2 separate regions of the Mus musculus genome follow, and region 2 is linked to region 1. Evidence: chromatin contacts called from public Micro-C data. All regions are on one chromosome and are shown on one strand. The core of a region is the stretch at or near the end of the contact, and the rest is flanking DNA. Distances in the headings are between cores, read along the strand shown.

What was found. Hi-C and Micro-C count contacts between places; a contact is called where the count stands out from the background.
Region 2: a Micro-C map of macrophages shows a contact between it and region 1, with 4 times the contacts expected there. The contact joins two enhancer-like sites. A contact is called at or near these places in 2 of 15 datasets of contacts at CTCF or cohesin (the G1E-ER4 cell line and pro-B cells), 3 of 484 Hi-C or Micro-C datasets (the G1E-ER4 cell line and macrophages) and 1 of 9 other capture datasets (adipose tissue).

The regions. Positions count from the first base shown.
Region 1 is chr13:63,700,237-63,703,704 of GRCm38.p6, reverse strand. The region is part of intron 4 of 1700024I08Rik (RIKEN cDNA 1700024I08 gene); the gene reads left to right. Among named protein-coding and RNA genes, the nearest start is that of 1700024I08Rik, 32 kb to the left of the region's middle. Within about 2 kb of position 1,749, at least 114 of the 459 cell types and tissues checked have an H3K27ac peak or open chromatin away from gene starts, as enhancers often do. A contact at or near this core is called in the G1E-ER4 cell line and macrophages, where this site is marked.
Region 2 is chr13:63,875,599-63,879,066 of GRCm38.p6, reverse strand. Ercc6l2 (excision repair cross-complementing rodent repair deficiency, complementation group 6 like 2) reads right to left here. Exons shown (of 19, transcript NM_001013608.3): 17 at 1,534-1,688. Among named protein-coding and RNA genes, the nearest start is that of Gm46423, 29 kb to the left of the region's middle. Within about 2 kb of position 1,801, at least 19 of the 459 cell types and tissues checked have an H3K27ac peak or open chromatin away from gene starts, as enhancers often do. A contact at or near this core is called in the G1E-ER4 cell line and macrophages, where this site is marked.

The DNA of each region.
Region 1 (3,468 bases), core at 500-2,999:
CCCATTCCCCTTGGTATTTCAGCATCCATCCGGGAGAGAATGAACAGACATTAGCATCAGTGTCCAACTACTGAGTATCAACCATTAGCTTTTCACAAGGGGTGTGGCTTTGGGGCCAACTCATTTTCAGTTTCCCCATCTGCAAAATGGGTACAGCAGAGCGCATCTTTAAAAATCTTCAAGAGTCTTCTGAGTAAAAAGCACTGGAAAGATGGCATGCATAAGGCATCTGTGGAGGCGGGGAGACCATAGAGGATTTGCTTTGAGAGTTTGCTCCCCATTTAAATACCCTGCTACAGTTACAGTTCAAAGATCCCTACAGCAGTACACCGAGAGTGGGGAATCCCGAGTCCTCTTCTCAGGCTTAGCCCCCGGACCACTCAGCTGAAGATTCTCCAATGTTCCCTGAAGACATTCTTCAGAGCACCTGGGCAAGCTGAGGTCTGGGCAGCTCTGGGAAGAGGGAAGAAAGCTCCTGACAGTGGGGAAGCCCTCAGAAGGAAGTGGGCAGGAACCAATAGAAGAAGCAAGGGAAGGGGCACACTAGAAACCATCCCAGGCAAACCTTAGCAGTCTTCCAGAATCTTCCATGGACGGATGCCAGAAAGTCCAGAAGGGGGAAATCTTAGAGGCCTGCCTGGGTACAGAGCAAAACTGCATCTCTATACCAGATGCTGCCCCGTGGGACATGACCACCATCCTTTCTTCCTCTGTTTCTTCCTATTTCTTTTCTGTGTATGTGTGTGTGTGTGTCTGTGTGTGTCTGTGTGTGTCTGTGTGTTTATGTGTCTGTGTCTGAGTGAGAGTGTATGTGTGTGAGAGTGTGTGAGTGTTTGAGGGTGTATATGTATTGTGTGAATGTGTGAGAGAATGTATGTCTGTGAGTGTGTATATATATGCGTGTGTGTAAGATTATGTCTCTATGCATATGTGAGTGTATGTGTGTAAGAGTGTGTGTGTGAGAGTGTATGTGTGTATGTATATGTGTTTAAGAGTATGTCTGTATATGTATATATATGAGTGTATGTGTGCATGTATGTATGTAAGAGTCTCTGTGTGAATGTGTGTGAGTGTATGTGTATTTATGTGTGTATATGTGTAAGAGTGTGTGTATGTGTGTGAGTGTGTGTATATGTGTATATATGTGAATGTGTATGTATGTATTATGTGTGCTTATGTGTGTTTAAGTGTATGTAGGTGTACACATTCTGGTATAGATGAATGTGTGTATATATTTGTGTGTATGTAAATGTGTATATATGTGTGTGTGTGAATGTGTGCATATATTGTGTGAATGAATGTGTATGTTTATGTGGATGTAAGAGAACAATGTCAAGTGTCAATGCTTAAGTTCCATCCACCTCCTAATTTTTTGAGCAGAATCTCTCTCTGTCCTGGGAGTGACCAAGTAGATGAGGCTGGAAAAGTCCTAGGGATCTGTCTGTTTTCACTTTGCAAGTGCTGAGATTACAATCATGTGACTCCTGGGGATCAAACTCTGGTCCCCATGATCTGTCCCTTTCATGATGAGAAAAAGAAGAGTCACTTCCTTGGGTTGCAGGGGACATTTCTTGCCAGATGTCAGCTCTCACTGAGTTACTTCCCTAGTTGCCGTTTCGTTTTTATTCTTTGACTACATCACAGGAAACATCATGTGAAATCACACACCATAATTCACTGGTAAAGAGATGACCACACTGTGATGTATGTTTATAAAGTCAGACACAGGGTGCTGGGTTTGCCATGGCAACCTCACTCCAAAACCCCAGAGCCCCACCCCAGGCCTTGTCTGTGTGTGCATCTACTTTCCCGGCTTTGAGCCTGAGACCCACTAGTATTTCAGCCTCAAATCCCAAGCTGCAAACAGCAAAACAGGCCCTCCTGATTTAGCTCCACGTCTCACCAAAGGCTGCACATGGGCACCACACACACATCTGCGTCCCCTTATCACAGCTGCATCAACAGAAAAGCACAGTTGAGGGACAGCCTAGGATCGCCCAGTGAGCCCTGTCCCAGCCAAGAATAAGATCTGGGCCTCAGACTCTTGCTCTGCTTCCTTAATGCTCTCTTCCCTTATAAGGTGATTAAATGGTTCTTTTTCTTCTTAAAAAGGGGTGGGGGTGGGAAGTGGGGAGAAGGAGAGTGGAAGGGGCAAAATTAGTTTGAATGCAACTGTTTTGCCCGAGACTTGGAGCACTGTAGTTCTTTTATTCGTTTGGAATGAGTGGGTATACAGAACAGCTTTGTTTTTCAATTCATTAACTTCCCCAGAAAAAGACCATCTTTTCTGTTTATACTAAGGAGCTGGATGTGGAGCCATTACCATGTGTGTGGTGTAAATAAGAAAGGCCACCAATGGAGATCTGTCCCTTTCATGATGAGAAAAAGAAGAGTCACTTCCTTGGGTTGCAGGGGACATTTCTTACCAGATGTCAGCTCTTATTTTTCATTATGAAGAAATAGGTAAATAGCTGCGGTTTTAAATTAGTGCCTTTAATTTGCAGAGCCCAGGCGGGCCCTAAAAGCTGTTCTCAGGACATAAATGCTTTCACGGAGAAAACCTGCATCCAGAAAACCCAAGGAGAGGGGAGCCATTCCCAGAACAAAGTGGGCCGGGGTTATCATGGCACCAGCACACCCATGAAGCCCTGAGCTCAGGGCTGGGTGTCAGCAGTTTGCTGACCACAATAACCACAGCCCCAGAGGGCACCATTACTGCCACTGTGATATTTCAACAGCAAAGGAATGTGGTGTTTGGATCCATCTGTTGCACACAGGCTCGGCAGTGACAGGGACATGAGTAACAGCCCTGGGTTTTCAGATGCCCCTTGACATGTAAGGGCCTTTCAGTGCTGAGTAGCTCTTCTTCCTCCCCTAACTGTAATTTCTGGCAAGTTTTGCAATAAGACGAAAATCCCTGCTCATTGCATCCCTCTAGAATATTCTAAACACAACTCTTAACCACAATGTGTTTGTTATCCATCTCCAGTTACATTTGCATAATTAAAATAGATAGCAGAGAAAACATCTCTGTAACATCAGTGGTATCCTTTGAACTTGTGCTCTGCCCCATCTGCGTTGTTTGATTTGCAAGGAAGTGACAGTTTGTTTCTATCCCAAGCCTGTAGTTTTCACCCAGATCCATCAGTGACCTTAAAGGCACAGACGGGCCAAGTTCTAAGGATGAGGACTGGATAGCAGGTCAGAGAATCGGGCACTTCGTCCAAGGGAAAACCCAAGAAGCTTCCATGAGTCCAATTTTCTTCTTTTTAAAAAAAGACTTATTTGGAGGCCTGGAGAGATGACTCAGTGGTTGGTTCAGAGCACTGTCTGCTGCTTTCAGAGGTCCTGAGTTCAATTCCCAGCAACCACACAGTGGTTGACAACCATCTGTAAAAGGATCTGATGCCCTCTTCTGGCATGTAGGTACATATGCAGATAGAACATGCATGTTCAATAAATAAACAA
Region 2 (3,468 bases), core at 552-3,051, 180 kb before region 1:
TATCCTAACTTTTAAAAGGAGCTCTTTACAAAGATGGTTTTGAAATATCAGAGTATCAATTTCATTTTTTGTTATGGTTCAGTAGTATTCCATAGTGAGTATGTACCACATTTTCACTACCCATTTATCTGCTCAAGGACAGTTAGGCTGTTTTCATTTTAGAACAACAATGAATGGGATCCAATGCCCTCTTTTGGTGTGTCTGAAGACAGCTATGGTGTAGTCATATACATAAAATAAATAAATCTTAAAACTTAGGAAAAAGAGATATCTAAGTAGAATACATTGCTCTATCCATCCATAGTCTATCTTTCTCTCAATCCTCAACTTTTAAACTCATATTTCTGTAGTCATGAGTTTTACTTTGCACTCTGGTTTTATTGTTAAGACATTCTGAATCCTAATGAAGACAGCTGGAAAGTTTAGAGGGATTTTCCCCTTCTTCATCCTTAAAAGCAACATTACATTTTATCACTGTTATATGCAACATGTACTTTTAGCCCCTACCCATACAACAATAAACATTAAGCTTCTAGATGAATACACCAATGGATACATATTTAAAAGCCTCTGATGAAAATGACCACATATAAACAAAAAATTATATTTACGTAAGGCTTTATTTCCATGTAACAGCAATCTTAAATAGGAAAAATCCACAGAATTTATTATTTTAACATTATGAAAATCCTTCATAAAAGATAATAGGAAATCCTAGAATTTTGTGTATGTATCTTTCAGATTCAAAAACAAAACAAAACAAAACAATACAAACAAAAACCGGAAGAAACTGAATTCTATACTTTTCTTCTTTCATAGAAGAAGTAGTAGTTTAGGGTTATGAATTAATATGTACAACCCTTAGAGGTTGCTTTGAATTTGGGGACATAGGCTCATTTTTAAAAAGTGAAACTATTAGTCAACTCAGTATTATTGGGCATTTTAATTTAGGTTTGTCACTTAATTTGTCTTAGTTACTTTTCTTTGCTGTGATAAAATGCCACAATGAAGGCAACATATGAAAGAAAAAAGGTTTATGTGGCGCTTAGCGTTTCAGAGGGTTAGAGTCCATGACCATCACTGCAGGGAGGCTGCTAGCAGGCAGGCAGGCAGGCAGGCAGACCAGTGATAGGGTAGGCAGAAGTGCTAACTAAGGTAGGCAGAAGCTAAGGACTCACAACTTGATCCATAATTCAGAGGCAGAGAAAGAACTCTGAAGATGGTTAGAATCATTTGAAACCTCAGAACCTGCCCACAGTGACACACCTCCTTCAACAAGGCTACTCACACCTCCTAATCCTTCCAGACAGTTTCAACAACTGGGGACCTAGCATTCAAACATATGAGGCCTGGGGACCATTCTCATTTAAATCACCACAAATTCCAAACATTTGTGATTACAACTATTATGTTATATGGCTTTTCAACACTTAGCTGTGTCTCTTAACAGATTTAACAGCTATTTTGAGGGCGTAAAGAGGACCCTATTGATAAACTTTTGTGAGAAATAAGATAAAAACTAATGTTTCTTACCTTAGAACTGCAAACAGCTACATTAGCAGGGAGCTGGGAAAACTGCTTCAACTCAAACACATCACGCGTTGCCCATCGGCTCATGTGGTTCTCAGCTCTGCTTGAGCCGATCACATTCTGATTTGAGTGGATATAAGCCACTTCCTGAACACCATCTAGGAGGCAACAATATTTATCACGTAATTCATCACTATGAAGCAATATGGTTCTATTATCAACAGCACACTAAGAACAGGAAATACTTCTTTCTTATTTCCTCTATTTTTTGAGACAGTCTTGCTACATAGCCAGGCTAGTTTCAAACCTGTGATTCTTCTGCTTCAGCCTCCTAGCTATGTGTGCATGTATGCCTTCCTGCTCCACTTTCCCTATTTCCAGACAGTGCCTACTTTGTCGCCCTGGCTGGCCTGGGGCTCACCAGGATAGTCTTGAATTCATAGAAATCTACCTCCTCTTGAATCTGCAGTGCTGGGGTTAAAGTTGTTCATCATGACACATGGGTATGCTTGATTTATTTTAAAATTATTATCTTTTCTGTTTTCTCGAGACAAAGGCTAACTCTGTAGCCCAGGATGGCCTACAATTTATGCTAATTCTATCTCAGTCTCCCGAGTGTTATTAAAATTACAGGTATAAACTACTATGCTTAACTGCTTGCTTTATTCTGAAACTTTTAAAAAAATTATGTTATTATCACAATGTTTTCAGAAGTAAGTGGAAAAGAAGTTCAAATATATTGGTCCAGGCCAACTTAGAAATGACTTTCTACTTTCAACAATATAAGAGCTGCTGAGATTTAAGTAACAAACTTTAAATTGAAATCTGAAATAGAGATGTTTGTCTGTGGAAATCATGGTTAATGGTCTTCCATAGATTTTTCTTCTTTGTTAATTTCAAAATGTTTGGGCATGTAAGGAGGTTTATTGCTCCTTTAAAAGAGTACTTGATGGCACTGATGGAAGGGATCATGGGTTTATGACCAGGGAACTGTGTCTGATCGGTGGGACTTTGTTTTATTGTTTGTATTTTGTCCTTTTTGTACACATGCCCAAAGAATGTCAAGATGAGAGCTTTTTAGGAAATGGAAAAAAAAATTAACTCATAGCTTTTATCTAAAAGAGATTTTAAAAGTAGCTGTATTTTTTTACTGCTTTGCTTCTAGGCTCTAATAATTTATTTTGAAATTGTGGTCATAAAAGAGGAGGCTAGAACTGAGGCCTGTAAAATATCCCTCAAACAGCCCTGGCAATGTCCTCAACACTCTGCTGTTTTAGCCCTGAACTGCCCAGCAATCACAAAGCACAAAACACAAGATACTTCTACATCATGTAGTTAGGAAAACACCTACTTGCTACATAAAATTCCACTACTTCCAACCGCTGACACCTGCAGCTACAAAGCTCAAATGATTATTTTTAAAAGCACTGTAATAATTCCTTAAGCTTCTAATTTCGCTCTAGTAAACAAACCAGTTGATAATCCTGTATTGGATTAATACTGGTACCAATACACACACACACACACACACACACACACACACATATATATATACATATATACATATATATATCATAGGAAAAATTTAAACGAGTCTTAACTATAATAGAAAGCCTAATGTGTAAATAAATAAAATTTAACAATTAAGGTGCCTGTAGCACTTTTTTTTTTTTTTTTTTTTGAGACAGGGTTTCTCTGTGTAGCCCTGGCTGTCCTAGAACTCACTCTGCAGACCAGGCTGGCCTCGAACTCAGAAATCTGCCTGCCTCTGCTTTCCAAGTGCTGGGATTAAAGGCGCACGCCACCACTGCTCAGTCCTGTAGCACCTTATTTCATAGTTCTCCACATGATTTATGGGAATTAAGTAAGACACTTGTAAAGCAATGCCAAAACGATCACTAAGCAGTCTGAATAGGGGCTGTTCATTCCCTCAGAATC